Regions from separate parts of the Sus scrofa genome. Here all the other regions are linked to region 4. Evidence: chromatin contacts called from public Hi-C and promoter capture Hi-C data. All regions are on one chromosome and are shown on one strand. Each heading gives the region's core, a stretch centred on a gene start, on an enhancer-like site or on the middle of the called end of the contact. The rest is flanking DNA. Distances are from core to core; before and after follow the strand shown. Region 1 overlaps ARMC2 (armadillo repeat-containing protein 2). Region 2 holds the start of SNX3 (sorting nexin-3). Region 3 overlaps ARMC2 (armadillo repeat-containing protein 2). Region 4 holds the start of FOXO3 (forkhead box O3). Region 5 holds the start of ARMC2 (armadillo repeat-containing protein 2).

Region 1 (3,563 bases), core at 371-2,870, 440 kb before region 4:
ATAGTAAAGTAAATGAAAAAAAAATTTTAAAGAAATTACTATTACATAAATAGTAATTTTTAGCCTCAAAGTTTATTTTGTTTGATAGGTATATAGTTGAATCAGAAATTCAGCAGTTAGGCTAGGAGTCATCATTTCATATAAACAGCTGCATTTATGCCAAAATGATGTTTTAAATAGCAGGAATGTGGGCTTTTTCCCTTACATTTGTTATAGGATAGACATATACATGGCCTAACCAGTGAATTTAGTGCCTCCCCTATGGTTATTAGACATTCTTGTCTTAGGTATAAGTGTAGAGTTATCAGAGTAAGAAATCACTGGCCTCTGATATAAGATTATTGGAAGCATATATAAAAATTTAGGCTTAGTTGGCAAATAGAGTGTACTTTGAATATGAATATTGAGTTCTCCTAATTAGGATTCTATTCCATTTTGTCCTGCCTGCTTAATTTTTTAAAATGTATTCTGCTCAAAAGGTTTTCATTTACTTGGACCAGATTTCTTGAATTGCTGCCACATGTCCTTCTCTCCCTCCCTCCCCCCCCCCCGCCCCCATCTTTTTCTTCTTTTAAAAGGAAAGCATCTGGTTATATCACAAAGAACTTTAGGAAGCAGTAGAGAGAGGGTGAAGTAATAGTTGTTTGTAATATATAAGCAAGGATTAATATTTGATTATTAAAGGTCGGGGGGTTGTTTGTTTCGAGACTAAATTGATAGAACATGGACCTGTAAAAAAAAAAATAAGTTGAATTATATTTTGGTTTTGTTTCTATAAGCACACTTACTGAGGGAAAAGATAGAAGCTTTAAGATTAGATTGTCAGTTTTTGTTAACCACACTACACTGTCACATAAAGTATAGAATTCTAGGTTCACTATGTCAAAAGGCAGAAAACCTTATTTTTTAATTAGTTGAGCTCCTCTAAAATATTAGCAAAGTTGATGAGATCCTATAAATTAAAAATTTAAGGAAAACTCAAAATTAATTTCTCATAGAAATTATGTCCTACGTACTTTTGTGGATTTAGAGAAGTTTAATTTTTCATAAAATTTCTGTTCTTTTGAAGTGTTATTATAGATGTAATAATAATTATACTTCTTTCACTTTAAGACATCTAGGTAGAGAATACTGTTTTTTCATTTCCTGACAAGATGAACAGGGATTGATATTTTGGTTGGTTGGGTTTTGGATGTACAAACACATTGGTCTTATTTTGTATCACTGACAATCCACAGAGTTGGCTGCTGTGTGCTGAACTTTCTGTTCTAGACTTTCTGCCAAGTACTTTATGCAAAACTCTGGTTTTAGTGAAACAGGTTTTATTGTTTTTAGTCAGAGTCATAAACTGTTGTCAGCTATGTGATGCAAACAGAGGAATTGGTATGTATATATGGCCCTGAAAACAAACCACCGAAACAAGCCTGTCTCTGTTCAACTGGCTGTTTTTCCCTTCCATTCCTGTAGCCTCAATTCATGTTGTTTACTGCTGGAGGCCTGAGATGGTGTAATTTTCTTTTCTAGGAACTTGGAATTAGAATTCCTCGACCACTAGGACACGGACCAAGTAGATTCATCCCAGAAAAGGAGGTATGTTGTTTGTAAAAGTACATAGTGAACTGTATGCTTTTAAGGAAGAGCTTTCATGACCCACTTCTTGGCATCTGAACAGCTGCTGGTCAACAATATGCAACAGAGCTGATCACAGTTAATCATCATGCTTTGGCAGTGAATCAGTGAGATTAGAAAGCTGTTATAGTCATGTTGATTTCTACTATTTTGTGATGCTTTTCTAACACCCAGATTTAATCGAGGAAAGGCAAGACTTGTTTTTGACCAGTGATGTGCCACCTGCTTATATTCAGATGTTGTTGAGGTGTGCCCATAAGCTGAGTTACTTGGTCTTGGCAAACTTGGTATCAGTGCTAGATTGGATCTTTAATACTAAATATGTAATGCTCCTATGCTTTGTTTTCACAAGAATTGTTTGCTGTTAGTTAATTTTGGTTCTCCTTAAATTAAGGGAGAGTAGGTGTTGTTTAAAGGAGAGGCATTAGTGTCTGTTTGCAGGCTCTGCAAGTTTGATCATCTAAATCTTGCTTCTTTATCTGGATTCTGGCCAAGCCTGCAAACAGCTTATCTAGATGACCTTTAATGTTTGACATTTGTTGTTTCTCCCCTACTACAAGATATGCGACTGTTTATTCTTCTGTCTTGCTACTAGTTGAGTTAAATTTGTAGAATTATAATCTTCCTTTTTTTCCCCTTTCCTGACCATACCTAGAGTTCATGGAAGTTCCTGGGCAGGGATTGAACCCAGGCCACAGCAGCAATCTGAGCTGCTGCAGTGATGCCAGATCCATAACCCACTAAGCCATAAGAGAACCCCTAACTTCTTTTTCTTAAGCTCATTTTATTTTTTTATGGCCACACCCATATAATATGGAAGATCCCTGGCCAGGGAATTGAATCTGAGCTGTATCTGAGAACTGCCTTGCAGTTGCAGCAACTCCAGATCCTTTAACCTACTGAACTGGGCTGGGTGTCCAACCCACACCTCCACAGAGACCTGAGCAGCTGCAGTCAGAGTCTTATCCCACTGTGCCAAAGTGGAAACTCCTCTTAAGCCAATTTTAATCTGCTTCTACAGTCCTCTGCTCTACCAGCTGAGTTATCAAAGAGCGCTAATCTGCCTCTAAATGACACTTAGAATGCAGTGCATGCATACTTTCTTTCTTCTAACACCAATTTACAATCTCTGTAACCATGGCTTTCCTCTCTTATACAGATTCTCCAAGTGGGGAGTGAAGACGCACAGATGCATACTTTATTTGCAGATTCTTTTGCTGCTTTGGGTCGTCTGGATAATATTACCTTAGTGATGGTTTTTCACCCACAATATTTAGAAAGTTTTTTAAAAACTCAACACTATCTACTGCAAATGGATGGCCCATTACCCCTGCATTATCGGCACTACATTGGAATAATGGTTTGTAAACATTCAGTGAAAATTTATTTCTGCCTGCTTTATTAATCTTTTAAAGAGATGGTTAATACTTAAAACAAAGGAATAAACACTTATATGCTAACTTCTAATTGGATTCCTGTTAGGTAGTATCTGTTTTTCCTCTTTCTAAATAAGTATGCTCTCACGTATAACAGAAAAGGAAATATATATTTATACTCCCTTGAGAACTCTTTTCTATTAAATAAGAGAAAAAGTAGATACTCATGTCGCAACAGAAGAAAGGGTGGGGAAAAAAACTGTAACTGCAATGTATACATCTAAGGATGACCTGACCCCCTTGCTGTACAGTGGGAAAATAATAATAAAAAAAAAAAAAATCATAGGCTTTGGAAAAAAAAAAAAAAAAAAGAAAAAGTAGAATACAAGATTATTTCACTATTATAAATAGTTGACTGACATAAGTAGAGGTATTTATGTTCAGTTTATAGGTAATATTCCATTGTTTTATGGTTGGCATCTTAATTGAAGTTTTCTTAATCCAAGGTTCTGACAGTAGGTATATAATAAAATTTTCTAAAGTTCAAATAGATATTTT
Region 2 (3,842 bases), core at 825-3,324, 280 kb after region 4:
AAATAATTTTTTTCCTGATGTTTATCCTGGGAAGCTCTCCTCTCTCTCTCCCTCTCTCTTTTTTTTTGACCACACCCAAAGCATGAAGACGTTCCCATGCCACAGACTGAACCTGAGCCACCACAGAGACAAAGGCCAGGATCCTAAACCAGCTGAGCCAGTGGGTAAGTCCTGAGGAGCTCTTCTCTAGCTGTTTGACTGTGTTGCTACCTTCTATGGCTGCTTCCCCACTGCAGGCGAGTGTTATTACTGCTGCCCAAGGCTGCTCTGAGTGGCCTCCAGGGAATGAGATAGAAGAATAGCCAAATGATTGCTTTGTTCTAGTGTCACAGATGACAACACAATAGGGTGGTTCCTGGTCTCTTAGATTTTAAATACTCCAATTCAAAGAGTCATTTATACACATTTCTTGAGCTCACTGCTGTAGTCAGAACAGTCAAGTGTCTATTTGGTCTCAGGCCAGCGATCGAACCAGCAACCTCATGCTTCCTAGTGGCATTCGTTAACCACTGCGCCGTGAAGGGAACCCCTGGGTCACTCTTTATCACATTATCCACCTTTCTTTACTGCACCAATCATATTGGCAGTTATATTATTTGTTGGTTTATTTATTATCTGTTTCCCCAAGAGAAACCATACATTTGACAATTACCCTCATGAACTCAGGGAATTTCAATACCTTCTCCATCTTTTTACCTCCAGTATCGAAGTGGAAAACACAGAGTTCCCATTGTGGTGCAGTGGAAACGAATCCAACTAGGAACCATGAGGTTGCAGGTTTGACCCCTGGCCTCGCTCAGTGGGTTAAGGATCTGGCATTGCCGTGAGCTGTGTTTTAGATCACAGACAGAGCTTGGATTCAGCGCTGCTGTGCCTTGGGCGCAGGCCAACTCCTAGCCTGGGAGCCTTCATATGCCGCAGGTGTGGCCCTAAAAAGGCCAAAAAAAAAAAAAAAAAAGTGGAAAACACCGAGTAGGCCTTCAATAAATATTTATTGAATGAATGAATGTAGAGTTTTCTTGAAAATAATCTACGTGTTCTTTTTTTTTTTTTTTTTTTTTTTTTTTGTCTTTTGGCCATTTCCAGGGCCACTCCCTCGGCATATGGAGGTTCCCAGGCTAGGGGTCGAATCGGAGCTGTAGCTGGCCTACATCACAGCCACAGCAACGCGGGATCCGAGCCGCGTGTGAGACCTACACCACAGCTCACGGCAACGCCGGATCCTTTAACCCACTAAGCAAGGCCAGGGACCGAACCCATAACCTCATGGTTCCTAGTCGGATTCGTTAACCACTAAGCCACAACGGGAACTCCTCATTTTTTTTTTAATACCAACTGTACTTAGTGTTATTAAGAAGGGCTGCTAATGATTCAGACAACTTTTCAGCTTAAGGGACAGATCAGATTATTTAAAGAGAATGGGTTTTCTGAATCTAACATAAAACACACACACACACACAAAGAGCTGTGATACAACAACATCAAGGGCCATAACTCCCCAGGCAGGGCAGGAATAGACATCTATCCTTCTACCTCAATGCTCAAAGTCTGCATTTATTGGCAATCAACTATGATCTACTTAATTGTTTTGTCTTTTTTTCATTTCTGATAAAGGTTTATCCGAGTTCCACTTCAAATGCTGTACCGATGTTTTATCACCTTAAAAAAAAAAGCTACTGGAGTTCCCATAGTGGCTCAGGGGTTAACAAATCTGACTAGCATCCATGAGGACGTAGGTTCCATCCCTAGCCTTGCTGAGTGGATTAAGGATCTCAAGCCGTGCCATGAGCTGTGGTGTAGGCCAGCAGCTACAGCTCCAATTCCACCTCTCCATGTGCTGCAGGTGCGGCCCTAAAAAAAGCAAAAACGCAACAAAACAAAAACTTACTTAAATTTTGTAACTGAAGGGGGAAAGCTGCAGATCACTCAAACATCAGAAATTCAAGGCAGGCTTCGGCCCATATACTACCTGTTAATTTTAGCCCATCGGTCTCCCAAAACGGTTTGACCGTTGGATATGACGTCATTAAGTTGTTCCCACCTTCAATTTACCAAACCAGACACGTGTCCAGTGAGACTCCAAGTTGATATCAAAATCATCATTTGAGGCATATGTTCAAGGTTATCTAGAAAAGCATTTTCAGTGGTTTATGGTGAGACAGTGGATATGTCGGAATTGAGTTAGCATAGGCAGTTCTGTTCCACTTGCAGGCAAATCTCTTCCATCTCGTTGTTTAACTTGTCTGGCAGCTACCAAGGCCTCTAAGATCGTTTCCGGTGTTCTTCTCACCGTTCCAGGTCTAGGCGGATACATAAAGACAGGAAGCGCCCGCCCCCGCACTCCGGTCCTGGGTCCCATAGCACCTCGGACGCAGCCCAGTAGCGGCGCGCTCGCCCGGTGCATTGTGGGCGCTGTAGTCTGGCCGGAATCTGTTCGCGCCTACAAGACCCGTGACTCTCCTTCTCCGCCGGCGAGCTCGCCGTTCCTCTCCGTGGCTTCCGCTGGGCCTCCCGGCCTCGGGGCGCAGCGTTCCGTCGGGTGGGTTGTTTCCTGCTTGGGCTCAAGAGGCAGCAGCCAGAGCGGCGCGGGGAGGAGCTTCGCGCGCAAGGGTGAACGCCCGCTCTACGTGCTCGTTCGCCTTGCGACCGCTGCGCGCGAGTCCGGTGTCCCCGCGGCGGGCAGCAGAGGCGGCGTCGGTGGATCGCGGAGGGGGCGGAGGGAGTCCGCGGCGGCGGCTACAGCAGCGAAATGGCGGAGACCGTGGCGGACACCCGGCGGCTGATCACCAAGCCGCAGAACCTGAATGACGCTTACGGGCCTCCCAGCAACTTCCTCGAGATCGATGTGAGCAATCCGCAGACAGTGGGGGTCGGCCGGGGCCGCTTTACCACCTATGAAATCAGGGTCAAGGTGAGGCCATCTTTCCCCCCTACAGAGAGACCCCTCCCATAGTTCCCTGGTGCCCCTAGCCTTCCCTGGAGCGCGTCTCCCTAGCGGCCTTGGCTGTTGAGTCCGGGGCTGCTGGCTGACATGGTAGGGCAGTTCTGTCCACGGGCGGGGTCGGGGGCGAGGGCCCCTCTTCGTGTTGGGCTGGCTTGGGAGTTGCAGAGTGACCTGAGCCCCGTGCTGGCACTTGAGGACGGTACGCGAAGAGGGCGTGGGTTGAACGCCGCTTGCCCCTCAGGCAGCTGATCTCGGAATGACATTTGAGTTGGAAAGGGGTAGATCTTTCGAGAACACAGCTCTTCTTTGGGAAGGGAGCTAAATGTGACTGAGAAAGGGGATTTGCTCAAAGTTGAAGCCTTTTCAGTTTTCTTTTCCTGGACACTTTTCTCCGAGGTGGCCAAGCCTAGCTGATTGCTTGAGGCCCTTCCCGAGCTACCAGACTCACCTCGTTTGTACGCTTCCCTGAACAGAACCTCAGGGGAGTTTACAAAAGCCTCTGACAAATGTGGTAGGGCTGAGCCGGGCGAGAACTGCAATTGGAAATGATCGGCCCTAGCTTTCTGGGTCACTGTCTGTTAAAGGGTGAGAAGTGGGGAATGTTGCCTTCCTCACAAAACTACAACTGCTTTAAGAAAAGCTTGTTCGTTGAGGGATCTTGCTCTCTTAATTTAGAGATTTGCACTTCACTGAATGAAGGAATCAGTTGAAGTAGAAACACATTCATAATTTCATAATTAAAATTTGTTGGCAGTAAGTAATTCAGATGATTTGAAAGATGGTAATTGAGAATATTGCTTCACTTTCAGTCTACAGTTCAGGATTAAAGAAGTTACTCATGTATGGAAGTATCTTTAAAAATTGGTTACATAAAACGAATCCAGCTGTTAATGAACAA
Region 3 (4,037 bases), core at 986-3,485, 340 kb before region 4:
AAACTCCAGATCATGATTATATTCCATGCAGGCAAGATCTCAAGATGGAAAATGCTGACAGTCTAGCTGGAGGGGGCACTGCTGTGCTGGGTGCTCAGAAGCAGGGCTGGAGACAAAATCCTCAGCCTTCCTTCTCAGAAGGCACCCCCCCTAGAGCCTTCACCTGGCACCCAGTCAATACGGACTCAAGGAGTCCTGGTAGCAATTGCCTGGTACCCTCAGTGGGTGCCTGGACCCTAAAAATGTCCCATGGAGAGTTACAAATCATATCAGCAATCTGAAGTTTCTGCGGAAAAAGAGGGTATAGTGAAAGGGTGCAGGCTGTATATATTTAGATTGTTTTAAGAAAAGGTAAGACAAGTAGACTAGGGAGGTGTGGTAAGAGCACTGGTTCTAGAGTCGCTGGCTGGGCTGGAGTCCTAGCTCTGCCACCGAGTGGCTGCCTTTGGGCAAGTTGCTTCACTTCTTGCCTGTAAAATGGGGATAACAATGAGAACCTTCAAGTATTGCAATTATGGGTTATTACCTTCTCTTGTGTGCTCCTGTATTTTCCAAATCCTCTCATGTACTTGTATTACTCCTGAAGAGAAAAAAACACACAGCACATACTAAATCACCCAAGCACATGGCAATGGATCACCCAGAGCAGCAGGACAGTCATCCCACCCAGGGCACAGGCCATCCCCGATGCACTCCATGCTGGAAATGGCCACCCCGATGCAATGGGTCTAGGCCTGCCTTTCCTCAAACCTTCCTGATACCACCAGGGGTTGATGCACACAGGGCAGGAAGAGCCCATGGACAGCAAAAGCAGAGAGAAAGGATGTCAACAAAGCCGGAATTAAACATCGTAGGTGCTGTCGACAGGGTTCATAGCAAGGTCGCACAGAATTTGTCTAATCCATGAGCAAGAAGTCACTATGACAGAGAGTTGAATTGTCTCTAGGACAAAGTCAGTCTGTACCAGTTCACTATCCCTTAGCCAAAGCCTTTGGGAATAGATGTGGCTGGGGATTCAGAAAAACCTGAATTTTAGTCAGGCAAGCTGGTGTCCACATTGCATGTTCCATGCTACCGCCAGCAGCGTCTTCTGGGACAGCGTCCTGCAGCAAAGTGTGTGGCTAGTCGTGCTAATGCAATAAAGGCTGTAATTGGCCTCCCAGCAGTACAGGTCAGGCATCGCCATTCAGTGAGTTTGAACATTATTTCAGCTTTCAGAGCTCTGGGGCTTGCAGAACCACTGATAGAGGACTGGAGACCACCACCTCCATCTCTTTGGATCATTACTTTTATGAGCCTGCCCTAATGTTGCTAAGTTACAGGTATGGATTCTAAAGGTGAGCATGACTAGTCAAGCAGTATAAAAAAACAGAGCTGCTGTATTTCCAGGTGTGGGGCATATTCAAATTCCAGAATATGGTGAGTAAAATCGACTTACATAAAGGCCAGGGGAAAGCCAGGAGATCATAAGTCAGATGAATATTTTAATCGACACATATTTATGACACACTTAAATATGTGAGAAATATGGACTTCAAGTCCAATTGGTCCAAATCAGCAGTTTTAACCTCTATGTAACAGGCTCTTTAGTAGGCGCGCTCTATGAGAAAACATGCTTATCAAACCATTTCTCAGGACAAACGCAATGGCTATCATGTGCACCTCAGGAAGAGCTGGATTACAGGGGTGAGCCAGAAATCACAGAGCAGTTTATTTAACCTTTGGAAAGGAAAGGCTCTCGCAGGCCCTCCTGCATGTTTCTAAGACTTGTTTCTTCTCGGAACAGAAGTCAGCCAGACCCTGTGGTGCAAGAGTTTGCTTTCAACCCTCTCCCAGGAACCGCTGTGCGAGCAGTGGTGGCCGGCTCCAGCCTTTCCCCTCACGCACCTCCTTCAACGCTGCTCGCCACAAAAAAATCCCATCTTCGACAAGAACCCGGCTTCTGCCCTAGAAACTGCAGCCCAGGGTCACATGGTTACTTTTTAAGATCCGCAGAAGATAAATAAATAAAGTTTGTCTCAGTCTTGGGCAACAACCTGATATTTTAGAAAGCACTTTCATCTAGGTTCACAGGTTGCTAAATATAAAAATTATGATTCAACAGGAAATTGGGTAAGTCGAGCAGAAATTTCAGCATGTTTTTGAAGATTTTTTTGCTGTCTCAGTGGTTATAGTTCTTAACCGCAGCTTTGAGTTCTGGACACAAAAACTTGACACAATCTTCATTGGCTGCTGTTTTTAGCTTAGACATGTAAAAGGCTTAGCAACAATGCTGACGTGGAAATCAGTCTGTCTAAGATTTTCCTGAGTGCTACAGAAATTCCCACTGGGCACAAAAGTTGTTGTATTGATAAGAAATTAGTCTTGAAGAGAAGAAAATATTTTTTGAACCAAATATTTGTTTGGTTTTGTAAAATTTCATGCACCTCAAAAAGGAATATAATGTATAAGGAATATAACCAAACACCTGTGTTACCCACAGTTTTGTCAAATATTAACTGTATTTTCATTTTTCTCCTTGTTTCAAAGAAATAAACATTATACTTATTACTAATACCCTCTGTGTACCTCCCCCATTCAGCCCCCTCCCCAAGGGTTACCAACACTCAAATTGAACGGTTATTTTTTTTAATCATGCTTGACTTTACATGTTTACCACATAGATCTGAATCCAGAAACAATACACACCATTGTTTTGGGGACTTAATTTTTTCACATAATGTTATATCTGTACTCATTTCATTCAATATTATAAGTGCACTCTAGTTCGTTTTTCTAACTGCTATATTTCATTGCATGAATACATCCCAAGCCCTCCTAGCCTGTAATTTATATTGTTATATAGCAAACAGTTTAAAGCCACAAAGGGCTGACTTCATATAATTAAAACAGTTTCAACTAATTGAGCAATGATTTTGACTCAAGTTTTGAACTTAAGAACTATGTGGAGGCCAGATTTTGCAATCTTTCAAATGCCTTTACACAATAATTTCTGTGCAGGCATTAAGATTGTAATCTCTATATGTTTGAGCCACTAAAGCCGGGTAATGGTAAGAGCGCTAAGGCTGTTGTGAAAATAATGAAAAATTACAAAAAATAAATGCTGATATGTGACCGAGTTGGACAAAGCTCCTGGCACTTTCAAAGAGTGAGCCAACATCAGATCCTTTAGTGCTATGAACTGGAGTTTGGCACTTGGCATCTGCCTCTACATGGATTGAATCATGAGCTGCTGCAGCTGCATGACCCTCAACACCCCTGAAAGGAGCTCAGGATGGAGATCAGGAGTAGGACGCTCTGTGCTCTGGGAAAACTGGCAGAACAGGTCTTCCGGTAGATATTTTCAGGAGAAGCTTTTATGAGTCCAATTCTTGCATCTCCTCCTATCTAGAAAAGCACTAAAATCCTTCACGGTGACATCTGCTCCTTGTGACCAGCAGTGACCTATAAAATGTGTGCTTGGCTGCATGTACCTCCCCCTTCACCAAAAGCATATATATACTGACATTTCCCCCCACCTCTTTGGAGTGGTATTTCAGAGCTCTTTGAAATGTGGCCTCCCCGGCTATAGCCCAGGTTTTGCTCCCAATAAACTAAACTCCCAACTTTTAAGTTTTCCTTTTTTTTTTTTTTTTTTTTTTTTTTGCTATTTTAGGGCTGTACCTGCAGCATATGGAGGTTCCTGGGCTAGGGGTCAAAACAGAGCTGTAGCTCCTGGCCTACACCACAGCCACACCAGATCTAGGCTGTGTCTGTGACCTACATCGCAACTCACGGCAACTCCAGATCCTTAAGCCACTAAAGCGAGGTCAGGGATTGAACCCACATCCTCATGGATCCTAGTCAGGTTCCTTAACCACCGAGCCACAAAGGGAACTCCTAAGTTGTGCATATCTTTAAGTCAACAGTGCACATGATTTTCCTGCTCATGGGAATGCGGAAGAGGAGGTTGAGCCCTGGGGACCTCTAAGAAAATGGGGGACTCACCTGCTCTGGTGTCCAGCCTGCTCCAGCCTGAGCTGTTGGGGCATGAGGAG
Region 4 (3,634 bases), core at 339-2,838:
CACAGGAGTTAATCTCTTTGGATGCCCAACTGCAGGAAGTCATTACATCATAGGCCTTTCCACACCTCTCTCCCTACCACGTGTCCAGTGCCCCAAGAGGCTGAAAAGGAACAGTGGAGAGCCTCTCTTCAGGTTCACTTACAGGTAGAAGCCATTATGGCTCAGCTCTGCCAGCAAACCTGCCTCCCAAAGGCTTACGTGAAGCGACAGGCCCCGGTTCTCTACTCCTGGACCCGCTGCTTGAAACAGCTCCAGAGGCCAGGCCTCAGCGGGGAAGCAGCAGGTGCAGGACAGTTCCCGCTGAGGTGGAAGGGCTGGCCGGGTCGGGGCCCAGATCATCTCAGAGGCTACTCAGAGGAAGGTTTAAGGTTGAGACACCTCTTAGGAATAAAGGTGTTAACACACGCAAGGAAAGAGAGCCGGCCAGGAAAAGGTTTACAACCACTGCTTTTTGTAATGGGATCGATGTGCCTGTGGGAGTTAACACCTACAAGCCTGAAACTTGGACACAGGGGTTCTCATCTGGCTAGTCTCAACACACCACGCTTAGGCGACCGACTGGAAACCACAAATCCAACCCCTCCTCTGGGCACTGATTCCCAAACAAGTCCCCTCACTCCACCCGCAGCGGCCTCGCCGCACCCCCACTACGGGGAAACCTGCTCCAAAGCTGGCCGCGGACGTACCTCCTCCGCTACAACCCAGGAATCGGGCAAATGCACTCCTGCCCATCTGGCCAAGCCTGAGGCTTCCCCAGGAGCCTCCTCTCCCGCTCCCGCCGCGTCCGCAGCGGTCCCCGGGCTCCCCTCCTCCGGAGGTCACACAGAACCCCCAAAGCCTTACAGCTGAGGCTCTCCCTGCCAACCCCTCTCCCGGGCGCCCGCAGGCGCGCTCGGACGAATCGAAGGCGCGTCTCGCACTGCGCAGGAGACCGGGCGGGTCTGTCCGCCCGTCCGAGGTGGGTACGCACCTTCCAGCCGGCAGAACTGTTGCTGTCGCCCTTATCCTTGAAGTAGGGCACGCAGCGCACCATCCACTCATAGATCTGGGACAGAGTGAGCCGTTTGTCCGGGGAACTCTCGATGGCGCGAGTGATCAGATCGGCGTAGGACAGGTTCCCCCAGGCGTTCCGCCGGGAGGAGCATTTCCTCGGCTGCCCGGAGCCCCCAGCCGCCCCCGGCTGCGGCGGTGGCAGTGGCTGCTGAGGCTGCAGCGGCGTCTGCGTCCCTCCGCTCAGCGCGCCCGCCGCGGAGGCTGGGCCGGACCCGGGTTCCTGCCCTCCGGGAGCCAGCAGCCTGGCCGAGTCCTCCAGGAGCAGCCCAGAGCCCAGCGGGCCGCCCCCGCCGCCGCCGATCGCCATGGCCGAGCCGGCCCTACCGCCGCCGTCCTCGTCGTCTTCATCGTCCTCCTCCTCGGGGATCATGGAGTCAGCGGCCGCCTCCCCCGAGGGCTTGGCCGGGCTCCCCTGGAGCTCCGGCCTCTGCAGGGGCCACGTACAGGAGCGCGGACGGCTCTGGGGCTCGAACTCCGGGTCCAGCTCCACTTCGAGCGGAGAGAGCGGGACCGGGGAGGCCGGCGCCTCTGCCATCTTCGCCGCCTGCCCGCCCGCGGCTCCGGCTCTCACACTCTCCTCTTGCGCCGGGGCGGGGTGCGGCGGGGGAGGGACGGGGGCGCCGCGAAGGCTCGGGCTCCCGGGCGCCGCCGCCGCTGCTACTGCCGCCGCCTGGGAAAGCACGAGAGGAGAGAGAAGGAGAGTTGATTATCCCGGGCTGGAGCTCAGTCCCCGGCGAGTCCTCGCCCGCCGCCGCCGCCGCCGTTTCCCGACCACACCGCGCCCGCCTCCCAGGAGCAGGCAGACCTGGAGACGTGCGTCCCGCGAACCTGGCGCTGCAGACGCCACCCCCTGGTCAGGCCGCGGGGGAGACAGGAGCGAATCGACAGGCTCGCACGGGGCAACCCCCTCCCCCCGCCGCCACCGCCAGCGGAGCTGCAGGTCTCCACTGGGCTAGGTGGCGGGGCGGGGAAGAAGGGGGAGGGGCGGGGCGGGGGAGGGGCGCGAGCCGCGCCTTTAAAGCGGGCAGCAGCCCGAGCTGGCGCAGCCCAGACGCGGTCGGAGCCTGAGCCCGGGTGTGCGTGCGTTTGTTTATGTTTCGCTCCGGCCCGCACAAGTGCTTCCCGCGGCGCCACCGCCGCCAAAGTCTGTGGCGTCTTCGGCTCTTCTCCCCGGCCTGGTCCCGGCCCCGCCGCCTCCGCGCTCTCCTGCCATCCCCTCCCAGCGGAGGACCCGAGCCCGAGGACTGCGCGGGCAGTCCCCTTCTCCTCTCTTCGCCCGCGGGCCGAGAGGGCGAATGTGGGTCCGAGCGCAAACGGGCCCTTGTCACTTCCAGGAACAGGGAAAGACGGGAAGAAGGGAGACAAGCAGCTCAGCGGGTGTTTGCCAAGGGTCGAGCTGAGCAGCAACGGCCACTTTGGGGGTGGTGTGGTTTATTTTCTCGCGGGCGTTGTGCCCTCCACCCCTTTCCCTATAAGAACGGGGGGGAGGGGAGTAGTCGAAACGTAAATCTTCCAACAGGTCAGGAAGCACAAGTCTCCCAGGCCAACAGAAAACCCGGACCAGCACGTTCATCACCTCCTTGCTCCCACTGCTGCCATCTTGACAGTTTCCCCCCTTCACTCAAGTCCTTTAAAAACACTAGCGGGAGAGAAGAAGGGCGCGCACACCGAGTCACGGGGAGGGAAAAGGGAAGCGCCTGGCCCAGCTCGGAAGCAGATCCGGAGTCACCGGGAAGGCGGCCGCCCCGCTGCACAGCTCCGGCGCCTACCTCGGTTCCTTCCCTTCAGTGACGAGGGGGGAGGACGCACAATCCCGCGCGGGCCCGGGGCGCGGCGAGGAGGGGGCGCACAACCTCAGCCAAGGAGAGGCGCTCCGGCCGCCGCTGCTGCAGCCCGCCTGAGGAACCGCCTGTCAGCCAGCGCGCCGCCGCCTTCCACATTCCTCCTCCTCCCTTCCACGAGCAGGGCGGCCGCGGCAGCAGCACAAAGTTATAGACACACGCAGGGTGCCTCAACCTAGGCTGACGGCGAGCGGGTCCCCGCCCAGGGGGAGGGCTGGGCAGCGTGCCCGGGTGCGCTCGTGTGCGCGCGTGTGTGTGTGTGTATGTGCGCGCGTGCGCGGCCCAGATCCCCGGGGCTGCGGGCTTGGGTGTCACGGCGCGCATCGGCGCCGGGACACGGCGGGCTCCAGCAGCCTTCCCCGCCGGGCTCCTCCTCCCTCCCGCGAGCCTCAAAGAAAACAAAGCGTGGCGCGGGCCCAGAAGAAAAGGGAGGGGGCAGCCCAGAGCCCCAAACGGTCCACGAGCGCTGTCGCGTGGCCGCCCTGCCTCGGAGCAGGGCGCCTGGCACTGGGGGGTCCCCCTAGCCAGCGCGTCCCTCCGCCAGGCTCTGGGCCCGCCCTGGTGTCCGGTTCCCCTTTAGAACCCGACACCAGGTAACACCTGGAGACGAGATGCTGTCCGCTGATGATAAGAGTTACCTCAGCGTGAAAGTACTAGCAAGCGAAGATGTTGGGGCCCTCAGGACTTCGATAAGCTGATGCCCTCAGTTTTGATCCTGCACGAAAGTTTGCACTTAGTCT
Region 5 (4,040 bases), core at 372-2,871, 290 kb before region 4:
ACCATGATTCTGAATGACTTTTGTGTTAATATGAACATCCAAAGAAGCAACGGTTAAATGCTCAGATGCTAGAGTAAAGCTTCAAATATTCTTGAGAATTCACTATGTAACCTTAGGCAAGGCTTTGAACATCTCTAAGCCTTAGTTTCCTCACCTGTAAAATGTGTGTTGTAACAGTAATTATCATAGGATTGTTTTGAGAAGTAAATGGCATAATTCATGTAAACTGCTTTAGTATGGTGCCTGGCCCCTTAAAAATGTTAACTACTGTACAAGCACTATGTGATAAAAGGATGCAACAAAAATTTTCTTATGAATGAAAAATTGCATCAAAAAAAAACTGCAAAAGAAAAGAAATGGCATTTATACAGTGTTTTCATACATTTTATAAAAGATTAAACCAAAGTGTTTTGTTTTATGAAAACAATTTTTTAAAAATTTTTTATCTTTTTGCTATTTCTTAGGCCGCTCCCGCGGCATATGGAGATTCCCAGGCTAGGGGTCGAATTGGAGCCGTAGCCACCGGCCTACGCCACAGCCACAGCAACGCGGGATCCAAGCCACTTCTGCAACCTACACCACAGCTCACGGCAACGCCGGATCGTCAACCCACTGAGCAAGGGCAGGGACCGAACCCGCAACCTCATGGTTCCTAGTCGGATTCGTTAACCACTGCGCCACGACGGGAACTCCTGAAAACAATTTTTATTAAGTATTTTACTGACTATCAGCTATTGTCAAAACAATTAATCAGAATTCAATAAGATACCCAAAAAGAGTGGTATTTGCTTTTCTCCCAAATAAAATAGTTCTAAATCAAGGTGAGATGGAAGATCTGCTGTGATACTCACAGGAATGGATAATAAAAGGCATTATGTGTACATAGGATATACGTTAATGTATATCGCTGCATACACCTATTTATTAAGACCGTATCTGTGGCCTACCCGAACCCAGATAGAATTTGTGTGACCCTGGCTGGGTCAGTGTCTGCCTAGACAAAGCTCCTCAGTCTATCAGTCTCACTCAACAAATACTCCTGAGTTTCTAATAAGCACTACGCGCTTGCTAAACGCTCAGTGTATAGACCTAAAGACAGCCACCGCTGACCCCAGAGTATGAACAGGGAACTCATCACCTCTCTCCCCAGAAAGGCCAACAGAAAGGCCGACTGCGGGAAAGGGGCAGTCGCCAGGACGCCTCACCTCCCGATCAGCGGACAGCGGCTCCCCCATTCCCAGCAAAGCCCCCTCCTCCACCGGTCCAGGCCAGCTTGCCAGTCTGCTGGCCCGCCCGCTTAGCCTGGCAGGCTAGCGTCTCCATGGTAACCGTACACAAACTACCTACCCTGGCCGCCCGGGGCCGCCTCTCTGCATAGCCAGGTAGCTGCTGGGAGGGAGAAGCCAGGGGGTGGGGGTGGGAGCAGGGAAGGGGGCTTCCGGCAAGACCCAAAGCACCTGTAATTAGCGCCGGGGAGAGTAACAACCGCGGAGATTCAGCTCATCCTCCAGGCTTCCCGAGGCAGCAGCAGCAGCCAAGAAGAGCAGGCGGGGCATGACCGGGCAAGGAGGTGCGAGGAGGTCCCTCCGCGCCACTTGCCCACTGGGCCTGCGCAGGTCTCTCCAACGCATGCGTAGAAACGCTGAGCGGGGGCGCTGGCAGGTGGGAGAGTAGGAAGAGCTTGCGGAAGGCTATTGGCTGGATGTTGGAGCTTCAGGTGCAGCGAGAAAGGGCGAGGGATGCTCAGGGAAGAGCTGGGATGGGAAAGGTGTCACCTTTCAAATTAGCAATTTACGGAATCACGGTTATTGAATCCGTGTGAGATCTCAGCGCCCCTATTAAATAGGAGGATGGCAGCTTAGTGTTTAGGAGTTTCAGGATTTAATGGTTCAAATTGTGGTTATGTATAATCCTGAACTAGTTGCTTAATGTCTGTCTCCTCTGTAAAATAGAAGGAAATAATAAAATCTAGCTAGGTCTTGTGGTGTTGTGAAGCTTGAATGAGAAAATAGATTTAAAGTGCTATGCACGTTGCATTTGTGAAGCACTATAGAGTTTACAAAGGGTGTTTCACTCTATATTATCTTTGTGAGCGTTCTGACACCCTGAGGTAGCCGCTTGGCATCCCCATTAACAGAAGACAGCATGCAGGCCTGTGGTCTAGTGGGTGACAGTGGTAGATTCAAGTCTAGGCCTTTCATCAGCAGTCGTTTTTTGTTCTTACTGAGTTATCACAGTTGACTGGTGAAAAGAACCCCGTTTATATGTTTCTGGTTTAAATTCTGTTCTCTCCTATTAGACATTCAGCAACACTTCACAGTGTTAAATACAAGTGAGACCATAATCACTCTCCATTCAAGTTTGCACCACGTTTTATATATATGGGGATTTTTCAGCTGAAGTGTTGTTGTCAACATTGGAAAAATGCCACATCCCTTGGTGCTAAGTATCTTGTAAAGAATAATTACATTGACAATATTTTTGAGTACATAGTATGCATAAGACATTGCGCTAGGTGGGAAATGATATTAAGCAGAGCTAAAGGAATCTAAGTATTCTTCAAAGTACCCAATAGGATGATGGGAATGTAAACTGGTGTGACCACTTTGGAAAACAGTAAGGAGGTTCCTTAAAAAACTAAATATAGAACTACCATATGATCCAGCAATTCCACTCCTGGGCATCTATCCAGAGAAAACCATATTTTGAAAAGATACATGCACCCCAGTGCTCACTGAAGCACTATTTACAACTGCCAAGACATGGAAGCAAACTAAACGTCCATCAAAAGAGGAATGGATAAAGAAGATGTAGTACAGGAGTTCCCGTCATGGCGCAGTGGTTAACAAATCCGACTAGGAACCATGAGGTTGCAGGTTCGATCCCTGCCCTTGCTCACTGGGTTAAGGATCCGACATTGCTGTGAGCTGTGGTGTAGGTTGCAGAAGTGGCTCGGATCCCGAGTTGCTGTGGCTCCGGTGTAGGCTGGCGGCTACAGCTCCGATTAGACCCCTAGCCTGGGAACCTCCGTATGCTGCATAAGTGGCCCTAGAAATGGCCAAAAAAAAAAAAAAAAAGAAAAAGAAAAAAAGATGTAGTACATACATACAATGGGATATTATTCAGCCGTAAAAGAAGGAAGTAATGCCATTTGCAGCAACATGGATGGACCTAGAAATTATCACACTAAGTGAAGTAAGTCATCCAGAGAAAGAAAAATATCATATGAGATCATTAATCTGTGGAATCTAATAGAAGTGATACAATAGGACTTACAAAACAGAAACAGACTCAAAGATTTTGAAACCAAACTTTTGTTTACCAAAGGGACAATGTGGAGGAAGGAGGGATAAATTATGGGGTTGGGATTGATATATACACACTACTATGTATAGAATAAACAGATAACAGGGACCTGCTGTATAGGACAGGGAAATTTACTTAGTACTGTATGGTAACCTATATAGGAAAAGAATCTGAAAAGGAATGGATATATGTATATGTATAACTAGTTTACTTTGCTGTATACCTGAAATTAACACAACTTTGTAAGTCAACTGTATTCCCGTAAAGTTAAAAAAAAAACAACCCAAGTACCCAACAGGATTTTGATACAACATACAATAAATATTTGTTAGTTGATTGGATAATTTTAGGGCTTGAAACAAAGCATATGTATTCTTCAGGGTTAAAATCTTTTCCAGTGACTGAGTGGACTTAAATTATCATATCATTAAGTCCCTTTCACTGGCCACTGGATGCCATTGTGCAAAGAGACCTTTGTCTGTTTAATATAAAACCATACCTAGTATTTTGAGTTCACTACTTGTGAGATGTGATCCCAAAATGCAACTCTGTTTTTGTCTCTCACTGCCATTTAAAAATATATTCAGTGTTGGTTATCATCCTCTGCTTCTGGATGAAAAGTTGGATAGGGCTGTAGTTTCTTTTCATTTTAGATAACTGATAGTCCTCCAGTAACTACATCTCGACTACAGCTTTGTTCTAGAATTCTAATGTTGGGTACAAGGTGTAAACAA

What was found. Promoter capture Hi-C pulls out the DNA fragments that hold promoters and counts their contacts. Hi-C and Micro-C count contacts between places; a contact is called where the count stands out from the background.
Region 1: a Hi-C map of liver shows a contact between it and region 4, with 2.7 times the contacts expected there. The contact joins the enhancer-like site here to the promoter of FOXO3 in region 4. A contact is called at or near these places in 3 of 5 promoter capture datasets (fetal liver, fetal skeletal muscle and liver), 15 of 47 Hi-C or Micro-C datasets (alveolar macrophages, brain, embryonic fibroblasts and 10 more) and 2 of 2 datasets of contacts at active chromatin or transcription factors (alveolar macrophages and skeletal muscle).
Region 2: a promoter capture Hi-C map of fetal liver shows a contact between it and region 4, with 2.4 times the contacts expected there. The contact joins the promoter of SNX3 here to the promoter of FOXO3 in region 4. A contact is called at or near these places in 2 of 5 promoter capture datasets (fetal liver and liver) and 1 of 2 datasets of contacts at active chromatin or transcription factors (skeletal muscle).
Region 3: a promoter capture Hi-C map of liver shows a contact between it and region 4, with 15 times the contacts expected there. The contact joins the enhancer-like site here to the promoter of FOXO3 in region 4. A contact is called at or near these places in 4 of 5 promoter capture datasets (fetal liver, fetal skeletal muscle, liver and 1 more), 12 of 47 Hi-C or Micro-C datasets (alveolar macrophages, blood, embryonic fibroblasts and 5 more) and 2 of 2 datasets of contacts at active chromatin or transcription factors (alveolar macrophages and skeletal muscle).
Region 5: a contact with region 4 is called in a promoter capture Hi-C map of fetal skeletal muscle, with 4 times the contacts expected there. The contact joins the promoter of ARMC2 here to the promoter of FOXO3 in region 4. A contact is called at or near these places in 4 of 5 promoter capture datasets (fetal skeletal muscle, liver and skeletal muscle), 7 of 47 Hi-C or Micro-C datasets (embryonic fibroblasts, epiblast stem cells, fetal liver and 2 more) and 2 of 2 datasets of contacts at active chromatin or transcription factors (alveolar macrophages and skeletal muscle).

Annotation. Positions count from the first base shown.
Region 1 is chr1:75,068,743-75,072,305 of Sscrofa11.1, reverse strand. All of the region lies in intron 18 of ARMC2 (armadillo repeat-containing protein 2), which reads right to left. It overlaps SESN1 (sestrin-1), which reads left to right. Exons shown (of 10, transcript XM_021090855.1): 2 at 1,525-1,590; 3 at 2,789-2,989. Among named protein-coding and RNA genes, the nearest start is that of SESN1, 100 kb to the left of the region's middle. Within about 2 kb of position 1,620, at least 20 of the 83 cell types and tissues checked have an H3K27ac peak or open chromatin away from gene starts, as enhancers often do. A contact at or near this core is called in fetal skeletal muscle, liver and skeletal muscle, where this site is marked.
Region 2 is chr1:74,347,967-74,351,808 of Sscrofa11.1, reverse strand. It overlaps SNX3 (sorting nexin-3), which reads left to right and starts at 2,074. Exons shown (of 4, transcript XM_021090786.1): 1 at 2,074-2,845. The coding sequence starts at 2,750.
Region 3 is chr1:74,963,944-74,967,980 of Sscrofa11.1, reverse strand. It overlaps ARMC2 (armadillo repeat-containing protein 2), which reads right to left. Exons shown (of 19, transcript XM_021090841.1): 6 at 3,988-4,037; 7 at 527-580. Among named protein-coding and RNA genes, the nearest start is that of ARMC2, 42 kb to the right of the region's middle. Within about 2 kb of position 2,235, at least 31 of the 83 cell types and tissues checked have an H3K27ac peak or open chromatin away from gene starts, as enhancers often do. A contact at or near this core is called in alveolar macrophages, embryonic fibroblasts, fetal liver and 4 more, where this site is marked.
Region 4 is chr1:74,627,649-74,631,282 of Sscrofa11.1, reverse strand. FOXO3 (forkhead box O3) reads right to left here and starts at 1,588. Exons shown (of 2, transcript NM_001135959.1): 1 at 971-1,588. The coding sequence starts at 1,588.
Region 5 is chr1:74,921,405-74,925,444 of Sscrofa11.1, reverse strand. It overlaps ARMC2 (armadillo repeat-containing protein 2), which reads right to left and starts at 1,621. Exons shown (of 19, transcript XM_021090841.1): 1 at 1,458-1,621.